Regions from separate parts of the Mus musculus genome. Here all the other regions are linked to region 3. The links are chromatin contacts, called in public ChIA-PET and HiChIP or PLAC-seq maps. All regions are on one chromosome and are shown on one strand. The core of a region is the stretch at or near the end of the contact, and the rest is flanking DNA. Distances in the headings are between cores, read along the strand shown.

Region 1 (3,341 bases), core at 246-2,745, 740 kb before region 3:
TTCTCTGTACTTTTCAGCGTGTTCCAGCTAATGTGGCCTGCTCAGCATCCCCATGCCTGGCTCTGCTCTTTCCTGCTCCATCCTCTTTGCTCTTCCGCTGCCTGGAGGGCCCCTTCATGCAACTCCTTGTGCTTGAAGGCCAGGTAACCTCACAGGGTGGCAACTGTCACCTCTCAAAGCCTCCCACATAGAGGAGGTGCTCAATTCCTGGATTATCTTCCAAAGCCTCTTCAGATCAGATCTCTGCACCGAACTCGGACCTGACCCCACAGGCTTCGGATCACACTCCTGTCTTGAGACTCTGGTTGGCTGCCAGGAGCCAGCGTGTAGAACCAGCACTGGACTGCATGTCCCCGCCATGTCCTCCTGGGAAGACACCAAACCGTCTCCCAGGTCCCCAGTGCAGCAGGGGCAGCCTCCAGGAGCCCCCCCATTCCTCATCATCCTTCCACCCACCCCTTTCTTTAGCTAACACCCAGAACTCCCTGCACAGTGATGAGGTGAACCACACATCCACGTCCTTATCTCCCTTGCCCATACACCCCAGTGAAGAACAATTTCGTCATGACCGCCATGAGGCCAGGAACAGAAAGGGAAGAAGGCACGTGGGGCTGTGTCATAGAAGGTCTGGCCCAGGTTACAGGACACTAAAGTGTTTTTTCTTTTCTTTTTCTTTTTTTCTTTTTTTTTTTTTCGAGACAGGGTTTCTCTGTATAGCCCTGGCTGTCCTGGAACTCACTCTGTAGACCAGACTGGCCTCGAACTCACACTAAAGTGTTGATGAAGGATTCAAGGGAGGTGCCCATTTGCCATCCTTACACAGGAAGCCCGGAGTGTGGGGAGACGGCCGTCTCCTCTCCCTTTCCCTTCGGCCCCTTGTTTGGAGACTGCATTGGCACATCTGGCCAATGGGATCACCACCCCGCCCCCACGCACGTGGGCAGATGTGAAGACCGGTGGGACTAACCGTGGACAGTATTAGACACACAGTCAAGCTCTCCACAAACATGGAGCTCACTGTTGTTTCTGACCTAGCAGCTCAGAAGCCAGGGGGTTCCAGGCAGCCAGGCCTCTGTGTCCGGCTGAATCGTACCATAACCCTGCTGCAGGGTTAGCTTGACTGAAGGGAAGGTGAACCCAGTGGCTGCTCTCAAACTCAGGTCACAGTCAGAGGATGTAGATTGGGGGGTGGGGTGGGGGAAGGAAGCCAGTTTCTAGCGGAAGACCACGAGTGTGGCTGCCCCGCCCCACCCTGGGCAGAGGAGGTGGTATGAACAGGCAAAGTGGAGAGGTAGCCTCCTGGGACCCCCTGAGCTGCTCCAGACTCAGCAAAAAACGATTCCTGGGATTAGACATGGCTGGGCTCCGACATTTGCACGTCACCAGATCTCACCAGGCCAGCTAGGTGGTTAAACGCCTGTGTGAACACTGCCTTCTTAGGGCGACGAGCCAACCATGACCGGAAACCCTGGAGGTGTACAAACATCCGAGTCACTTCTCAGCAGGAAGGAGCTGGGGTGGGGCCAGAGGAGATGAAGGTCTCTCTGGGCCTGGAGCTCAGCTCTCTCCTCTGGGAAGAATAAAGGGTTGGTTACCCAGAGGCCCAGGGAGACAGGCTCTTTCTGGGTACCCAGCTTTTCCTTCCTCTATGCTTTTAGCTCTGTGGATGGACACTTTTCTTCTCACCACAGCATCCAGGGCTTGTCCTGATGTAGGCCGTGCCCTATGCTGCGCCCTGGCCTGCTCCCCTGCCCAGATCTGGGCCTCTTTGCTCAGAGGCTACCTCCTTCCTGGGCCTTCCCTAGTCCTGTGCCTCCTCCCTAACATCCTACTTACTTGTCACTGTCCTCCTCGTACCCTAGCATGTCACCTCGACCTCCAGGAGGACAGAGGTTACTGTGGTTTTCTTTCATTCCTCGTCAACAGCATCTGGAAGAGCTCACAGTGCACAGCAGGGTTCATTCAATAAATGTCTCACGATTGAGTGAATAAGGAGTACACAAATGTTTAGCCAAAGGTGGGGGAGGTCCCACAACCCCAGCACTTAAATGAAGGCATCTTCAGCTACATACTGAATTCAAGGCCAGCCTAGACTACATGAGACCTAATCTGGAGTGGAAGAAAAAAACGTACATAAATTTCTATGAGCAGGGGCTCAGGCCAACTGCTGTCCGAAAGCACATCACAGTCTGTGCACTTCCCGCGCCATCTTTTGTTTATTTGTTTGTTTTTCTGAGACAAGGTCTCAATATGTAGCGCTGACTGTCCTGCAACCTGCTCTGTAGACTAGGCTGGCCTCCAACTCACAGAGATCCACTTGCCTCCTGCCCCCTCGGAGCTGGGATAAAAGTCGTGTACCACCACTGCCCGGCCTCAGCTGTGTGATCTTGAACCATGTACTTAACCTCTCTGTGTCTCATTTCATGAATGAATAGGAAGAGAGTACCAGTATTGACCTCGCTGGCTTATGGAGATTAAGTAGTCAGGCATACAGGCGGCTTAAAGCATGCTAGGCACCCCAGAAGCACTCAGCTCAGTGCTGGCTGCCAGTATTTCTTGCTTACATATTTGCCTGCTTGCTCACTGTCTGTCTCCCCCTGTCACAGTGTCAGTCACAGCCTGCTTCGCTCACTGCTACATCCGTAATTCCTAGCAGAGCGGCACAGGAGAAAGCCAGGCTGCGGGACGCTGCGGGCAGGACTAGGAGTAAGAGCCTCACCGATCTGCTTCTCCAGGGCAGCGGCCTCACAGATGGTGGCCCGGGGCAGGATGCCAGGGTCCGTGAAACTGGTCTGCAGGAGACAGCTCATGACGAAGAAGAAGAGGATGGCAGCGATGATAGGAATGGCCAGGGTCAGTGTGCGGGCCAGGTAGGGACAGCTAGGAAAGAAGAGAGTTCAGGTTACTCCAGGCTCCCCGCTACTGCCCCACAGAGTACCTTCTAGAAAAGAGCCTCTCGGGGGCTGATGAGATGGCTCAGCGGTTAAGAGCGCCGACTGCTCTTCCGAAGGTCCTGAGTTCAAATCCCAGCAACCACATGGTGGCTCACAACCATCCGTAACGAGATCTGACGCCCTCTTCTGGAGTGTCTGAAGACAGCTACAGTGTACTTACTTACATATAATAAATAAATAAACATTTAAAAAAAAAAAAAAGAAAAGAAAAGAGCCTCTCCCTAAAGTGCCCGCTGGAGGTGAGTGCAGCCGCTCCCAATAAGTGCCCAGGGCAGACATTACTAGTCAATCCCGGACTTTTTCCAATGGCAGTTGAGATCTACAGATATTCTCCGTCACTCTACCCTGGCAGGCAGGCCCCTCTTCCTTCATCCCTTCCTGCCTCCA
Region 2 (3,482 bases), core at 92-2,591, 690 kb before region 3:
CCATCCTCGGCACGAGGGGGCGCCTGCTGCTTACTTCATCACCAGGAGACCGGGAGAAAAGGAGGCCCCCTCACCTCCCAACTCCATGTCGGTTTATTTAGGACAATTCAGTTTAAAGTTAAGCCGCAGGAAACAGCATTTTCTGACTACCCACGATATCTCCAACACTGGATTCACTAAACCCAAATAAATGACAGAAACATGGACACCCAACTCAAACTCAATCAATCTCTCCCTCCCTCCCTCTCTTTTCCCTGGCCTCCAATCCGCACGCACAAAGGAGGCAGAGAGAGGAAAAGTACTGAATCCACCTCTGCATCTTGATTCTCAGTCCTTCCCTCTTTCAAACTCTGGCATCAGTGGCCACAGGAGATGCAACCCACACTCAAGTTAAACAAAGTAAAATCAAGACAGTCAATTATCTCTCTAGCTATTTTGCCAACACCCCTTTGAAAGAAGCCCCTTGCCAAATCAGACTCTTAACTGGCCGGATGCTTAGAACCAACCAGTTTCATTTTTCTTTAATTTACCCGTGAAATAGGCTCCAGAGATCTCATTAGACACCAGTAAGACTGTGTAATTACCATCGCCATTTTATGGATGTGAAAACTGAGGCTCACTGGAGCCAAGTGACACGCCCACCACTTAAAGCTCCTCACGCACTGCTTTCTAAAACCTATGTCCACAGTCAGGAGAGCTTTTTGCCATAAACAAAGGGTATGCATTCCTTGTCCAGCCAGGACATCCAAGGCTTAGCCCAGAACTTTCTCCAACTGTAGCACATGTTGTTGCTGGAAGCTTATGGTGATGGGCCCTAACTGGGAAAGATCTGTTGAACTGGAGTCCTGGATTTTCTGCGGAAGGCTAATACTCTCAAATGGGTGCTGCGTTATGACCCAGAGGCAACGTGGAGCGAGCCGCCTCCTTCTGCTAAGCCCTGCCATACTGGGAGCCCGTTCCAGCCTGCTCTTTTCGGACACAGTTCCTACCCAGGACGGGACAGTGACCCTCACCCCAAGGGAGCCACGGCCCAGGGCTTCGTCCCGGGGGAATCGCGGGGCCGGGCCAGGCAACGGGGCCGGAAGCAGACGAGGGCCGGAGGCTGCAAAGGAAGAGGCGGCGCCGGAGGCTGCTATGGCGGAGGGGCGGGGCTCCTCGCTTCTCTACAGCCTCCGCCTAATTTCTCTCGGCCTGCGTTTGACAGCTTCCCTCCCCGGAGGACTCCAGAGTTGCAGAGCTGGCGCCGGATCCTCCGCGCCCGCGCGTCCAGACCACCCCCGCGGAGCTCCAACTTCAGCGCCTCCATCCGGGTCCCGTCCGTGCCGCGCCTGCGCGCCGGCTCGGCCGACGGCGGCCCCGCCCCGCTCCTGCCCGGACTCGGAGCGCCCCGCCCCCCTCCTCGGCGGCCATGTTGACCCCAGCTAGGGCGGGGGCCGAGGCGGCGGCGGTGAGTCGCACCTTCCCGGCGTGGTGACACCTGAGGAGTAGGCCTCTTGACTCGCCAGCAGTTTGTGCGCGGGCGCTGCGCTCCCGGGTCGGGGCTCTCACCCCAGTCCCCTGCCGTGAGCAGCCTCTGACTTCCCGGTGTGAGCCGAGGCTGGACCCGGGCGCTGCCCCAGAGCCACGCGTTCTCTCGGTGTTCCGCCACCCCAGCTCAGCACAGGACCTGGCACACGATAGACAATATGAATAGGCAAAAGAAAGCCTTCTTGGGGTTTTTGTGGCAAGCAGCGGTACCCTGCAACTGGATGAGAAGAAAGTAGGGGAATTCCCCCTGCCTTTCCCCTCCTGGCAATGAAGGACCTCTGCCCTGCGACAGTCCTCTGTCCCACCTCAGATGACTGTATGGGACGAGGAAGGAAACCTCAGAGAACACCCCCGAGGATTCTCCCTCAAGCAGTTTCTGTCGCAGGAACTGGCGCCAAAAAAAAGAAAAAGAAAAAAAAAAAAAAAAAAAAAAAGGAAGCTAATTGAACAAAACCGCCTGTTGGGGAGGAGCGGCCAGTTGGTACCCCTGTAACTAACGGAAACTGTTAGAACAACTTTGCACCCGCCTTAGAGGAAACAGATAGTAAATCCTTCTCCGTTGGTAGATTTCTCGTTTCTCAGGATTCCAAAGCCTTGTGTGGTTTCAGTTATCTGTCCTCTCAAACGTAGCTTGGGTCTAGGTTAACCTCTGGCCACAGCCCTGGCTGAGGGAGGGGTTTATCTTCTGCAACAGCCACAAATGTGGGTGGGAACAAAGAGATGGGTCTCTATCTCTCCAAGCAAAAAAAAAAAACAAAAAAAACAAAAAAAACTAGCCTTCATCAGTTCGGTGGGGGCCAGAAGCTGTGTCTGTCTATCATCTCAGGCCCTGGGATGTCAACTGCCCCTTGGATGTTTGCGTGTAAGGTGGATAATGTATAATTTAATGACTGGTAAAGAGAAAACAGGAGTTTCCAAAGTCATTTTTCCTCCCCCCCCCGCCCCCCGAAAGCATTTGTTGCCAGTCCTGTGAGTGAAATGTCAGTGCCTCTCTAGGCACACTTGTGACTAGGGCCCGAGGTTGTGACTTGACTTTCTTACAGTCTTCGCAGCACCCTGACCTTAAAGAAACCATCCTTGCTTCGTGAATTCACAGGGGAAAATGGCATGCAAGCTCGAGGTTCTGTCTGTCCAATAAAGAATCCCTGCAGAATCTGCTTGTAAAAAAGGCAGGGGTCCTTTTGTGAGAAGTGAGAGTGTTTGTTGAAACACCCTTCCTTAGGAGGTAGAACTTTGACTAGATCTTCAGTCGCACTTGGCTGCAATCTCTCCTTCCTTCCCTTCCCTTCCCAGCCGCCCAACCCCCTTCTCTTCTGCTGTTTCCCGTTTCATTTTCTGGCTTCTTCTCCTACAGAAGAAAAAAAAAAAAAAAAAAAAGGAAACTGAATCTTGTGCTCTCAAAGCCCTGACACTCTGGCTTTTTGGACTGGAAGGTGGCAGGATGGGATGGGAGGGGTGTGTAGGGCTCCAAGGCTGTGAGAGGTGAGAGAGACAGTGCTAAGCAGTTTGCCTTTAGAGTCTACAGTTAAAAAACGGAGCCTGCTGAGCCACCAGGAAGGCAAGGAAGACAGCCAGCCATGTCCCCGGGCTCCTGAAAGTACATCTTCCACCTGGCATTAGGAAGGAAATACCCTACACCATCAGGCGAGGTTCACCAACAGAACCCTAAGCTGATTTGTGCAAGCAATGCGCGTTCTAGAAACCTAACATTCAAGACGATGACACCATTTTTGTCCTTGAAATTTGCCTGCCTCTGCATTTGCTGATCTTCTTGCCCGAAACATTATCACAGCAGGCTACCCTTTGGCTTCAGGGACAAACTCTATCCACCCACCGGCATCCACCACCCTGGTCTGTCTGTGCCTTGCATGTTGTCACCATCTGCTTCATCCTGCCCATGACATTTGTTTTCCTCTTTTGGAAAATTAGCCCCTGTATATAATGGAAGACCAGGG
Region 3 (3,591 bases), core at 636-3,135:
GCGATCCCTGCCCCTTCATTACCACCTTTGGCTGGAAAGATGGCTCAGAAGTTAAGAGCACTGACTGCTCTTCCAGAGGCCCTGAGTTCAATTCCCAGCAACCACATGGTGGCTCACAACCATCTGTAATGGGATCTCATGCCCTCTTCTGGTGTGTCTGAAGACAACTACAGTGTACTCATATAAATAAAAATAAATAAATCATTACCACCTTTGGTCTTGCCTCTGGCCTTATGGTAGGCAAGAGCCCAGGCTGAGACAGGGGGTTGTGGTGCACACCTATAATTCTAGCATTTGGGAGGCAGAGGGAAGCAGATCTCTGAGTTCAGGACTAACCAGGATTAAATAATAAAACCATCTAAAAAATTGTGTGTGTGTGTGTGTGTGTGTGTGTGTGTGTGTGTGTGTGTGTGTAGTTGTCCTAGACTGGGTTCTGATTTTTTTTTTTCCCTTGAGACAGGATCTCTCTGTGTAGCTCTGGCTGTCTTACACCTTGTGAGCCTGACTGGCCTTGAATTCCTAGTCAGTCGGCCTCCACCTCTGGAGTGCAGTGATTAAAGTCACGTGTCACTGCACTGAGCTCTGGGCTCTGACTTCAGGCGCAGTCCCCCTCCTGCTCTCTGAGGCCTATATTCTCCTTGTCATTTCCTGCTCTGCTCAGCCCACACCTCATCTGCAGAGGTTCCCTCTGCACCTTGGCCTAGCAACTTCCTCTGAGAGCCACCTGTATTCTCCTGGGGGTGGGAGGAGTAGTTATTTTGATTGATAGTCACTTTATGTGCGTGAATGTTTTTGCCTGCAAATCTGTGAGCCACATGCCTGTCTGGTTCCCTCAGAGGTACGAAGAGGTACCTGATTGCTTGGAAGTGGAGTCACGGGTGGTTGTGAGCCATCATGTGGGTGTTGGGAGCTGAACCTGGGTTCCCCAAGATAGCAGTAGTTTTAACCAATGAGCCATTTCTCCAGCCCTGTTTTTGTTTGTTGTTTTATTTTCTTTTGTTTTATTGCTTTTGAGGCGGGATCTTCTTGTGTGATCTTGGCTGGCCTTATCTTGCCATGTGGCCCGAGGCTAGCCTGCCTCTAACTCTCGGAATTTCTCCTGCCTCAGCTCAAGGGCTAGAATTACAAACAGGAGCGACCATACCTAGCAGGCAACCTGTGTTCTCTGGAAGTGAGACTGGGCGGTGTTGGTACTAGGAACCGCTGGCAGTATGAATCAAGGAGAGGACTCCTCTCCTGCCTGTCCTCTGGTCCTCAGCATTGGAAGCCCCAGGCCTGGCCCCAAAGTGACCACTGAGTGAGAGAATGAATGAATGAATGAATGAATGAATGAATGAATGAATGCTTCTTTCTCCAGCCTCACCATGAGGCACCAGCTCTCCAAGGGCTTCACCAATTCTGATGGTGTTTGGAAAAAGAACAAGAAACCTGAGACTTGAAGTCAGCAAGAATCTTTAGAAACAGTCCCTGTGCCTTCCCCCGGCTGTGTGGTCATCTAGGCCCTTGCTCTGCTCTGCATTCACCCCGGATCCCAGAACCCCGGCCTTCAGCGAGGCAGACCTGGGCACAGTGCCGAGAACCTGCCACCTCCTGGATGAGCTTCAGCAGGGACTCTCCAGAGGCTCCCACCCAGATCACGGCGCTGAAACTGCTCCCAGGGCCAGAGCCTGGAGAAAGGAGACACGGGTGTTAGGAGGGAGGTGGAACCCTTTGGATAGCGACCTTTGCTGGGGAACCCCAAAGAACCAGAAGAGATGGAGTCTGAGAGTCTGCAGATGAAGTTGGAGACTTCATCTGGGGAAAGCTGGGGTTACCTCAAGTTGTCCGATGCCCAGGACGTACCCAGTTGCAGATGATAAAAGGGGAAGTCTTGAAGGCTCGTGGAAAATGTGGGCAGCGCCAAGAGTGCTCCCGGGGGGCTATTCCACATCAGTGAGGGGTGACCTGATGCACCCCAGATCCGGTCCTGAATAATCTGTGGAAAGAGGATGTGGCTCACAGGGGGGAGTGGCTAGTGTGTGGGGTTCAGACAGCAGCTTGTGGATGGGACCTGAGGAAGGGCAGACCCTGAGAGGCGGGGCCTGAGGAGAGGCGGGGCCTAAAGAGAAGGATGTGGGCGGAGATGACTACTAGGGGCATTTAGCCCTGCACTTTCCCTTCAGGCTTCTAGAAGAGAGACTTGGGCACAGAGCCCTAATTGAGTAGCCAGAGACCAGAAGCGGTGACTTCCGGAGTGGGAATCAGGTGACAGTCATGGCTTTTCTTCTTTTCCTCATTCACACAGACAAAACTGTGGGGTCCTGCCATTCTCTCGGGCACAGCGGGTGAACCACCCCCCTCACCTCTAGGGTGGTATGGATAACTTTTTCCACCGAGGAGAAGTAAGCGGTCCACAGAAACTGGGTCTGCTGGCGCAGGGCGAGGACCCTCGAAGGGAGCATTTCACGGAGGGCAGCCAGGACCTGGAGGCACAGAGGGAGGGAAGAAGAGAGGAGACTCCCGTTAGGAGAAAGCCCGACCCAGAGCTCCGGAGTCTGGAAGCTTCTAGTGATGTGTACCCTGTGTTCAGGGTCACACAGCTGGTTTTAAGTGACACTGAGGTGACACATACCTGTAAATCCTAGCATGTAGGAGGCTGAGACAGGGGGATCTTAAGCTCAAGACCAGCTTGGGCTACATAGAGAATAAAACAAAACAGAAAAGGTAGGAGTGGGGCTGGAGAGATGGCTCAGCGGTTAAGAGCACTGACTGCTCTTCCGGAGGTCTTGAGTTCAAATCCCAGCAACCACATGATGGCTCACAACCACCTGTAACCAGATCTGTCTCTCTCTCTTCTGGAGTGTCTGAAGACAACTACAGTGTACTTATATATAATAAAATAAATCTTAAAAAGAAAAGAAAAGAAAAGAAAAGGTAGGAGTGGCTGGGGATGTGGCTCGGTTGACAAAGAGCCAACACAGCACAGGGTGGACAAAGCCCTGGGCTTGATCCCCAGCACCACCTCAACTGTCACCATTGACACGTGCCTGTAATCACAGCATTCAGGAGCTAGAGGCAGGAGGATAAGAAGTTCAAGATATTCTGGGCTGCATAGGGAGTTTGAGGTCAGCTTGGATGAGACCCTATCTAAAACACCAAGATGAAGAGGGGTTGACAGTAGCTGTTACAAAGCCTCCTGGCCTCAGTTTCTATGTCTGTGGAATGGGTGCATTAAACCATCTCCCTCACATGTGGTTGTAAAGACTCAACTAGAAATGTCCATTTGGTGGAGACTCTCTGAGAGTGTGTGTGTGTGTGTGTGTGCGCGTGCGTGCGCGCGCGCGTGCCCATGTTCCTGTGTCTGTTTCTTTTTGTGAGGATCCCAGGCTGGTCTCAAACTTGCTATGTAGTTGAAAATGACCTTGAACTCCTGATCTCCTGCCCCCCCCACCACACCCTAGTATTGGGATTGTAGGTGTGGCCCCCAGTTAAAGCATGGCCGTTGCTCTCTTTCCTGCCTCTCTCCACCCAGCTCCCCAGATTTCTCACAGCTGCTCACAGAGATGCTTCTGGCCTGGGCAACATTCATTTCATCAGATGGAAGAGACATGG

What was found. ChIA-PET counts read pairs in DNA pulled down with a chosen protein or histone mark. HiChIP or PLAC-seq counts read pairs in DNA pulled down with a chosen protein or histone mark.
Region 1: an H3K27ac HiChIP or PLAC-seq map of thymic regulatory T cells shows a contact between it and region 3, with 3 times the contacts expected there. The contact joins two enhancer-like sites. A contact is called at or near these places in 2 of 115 datasets of contacts at active chromatin or transcription factors (microglia and thymic regulatory T cells).
Region 2: a contact with region 3 is called in an RNA polymerase II ChIA-PET map of memory CD8 T cells, with 9 read pairs. The contact joins the promoter of Pigv here to the enhancer-like site in region 3. A contact is called at or near these places in 1 of 39 promoter capture datasets (hippocampal neurons) and 4 of 115 datasets of contacts at active chromatin or transcription factors (embryonic forebrain, embryonic stem cells, memory CD8 T cells and 1 more).

Annotation. Positions count from the first base shown.
Region 1 is chr4:133,624,481-133,627,821 of GRCm38.p6, forward strand. It overlaps Zdhhc18 (zinc finger, DHHC domain containing 18), which reads right to left. Exons shown (of 8, transcript NM_001017968.2): 2 at 2,720-2,880. Among named protein-coding and RNA genes, the nearest start is that of Zdhhc18, 7.3 kb to the right of the region's middle. Within about 2 kb of position 1,496, at least 164 of the 459 cell types and tissues checked have an H3K27ac peak or open chromatin away from gene starts, as enhancers often do. A contact at or near this core is called in thymic regulatory T cells, where this site is marked.
Region 2 is chr4:133,671,306-133,674,787 of GRCm38.p6, forward strand. Pigv (phosphatidylinositol glycan anchor biosynthesis, class V) reads right to left here and starts at 1,342. Exons shown (of 4, transcript NM_178698.5): 1 at 1,014-1,342.
Region 3 is chr4:134,360,741-134,364,331 of GRCm38.p6, forward strand. Extl1 (exostosin-like glycosyltransferase 1) reads right to left here. Exons shown (of 11, transcript NM_019578.2): 4 at 2,343-2,462; 5 at 1,843-1,975; 6 at 1,561-1,667. Among named protein-coding and RNA genes, the nearest start is that of Extl1, 10 kb to the right of the region's middle. Within about 2 kb of position 1,886, at least 115 of the 459 cell types and tissues checked have an H3K27ac peak or open chromatin away from gene starts, as enhancers often do. A contact at or near this core is called in memory CD8 T cells and thymic regulatory T cells, where this site is marked.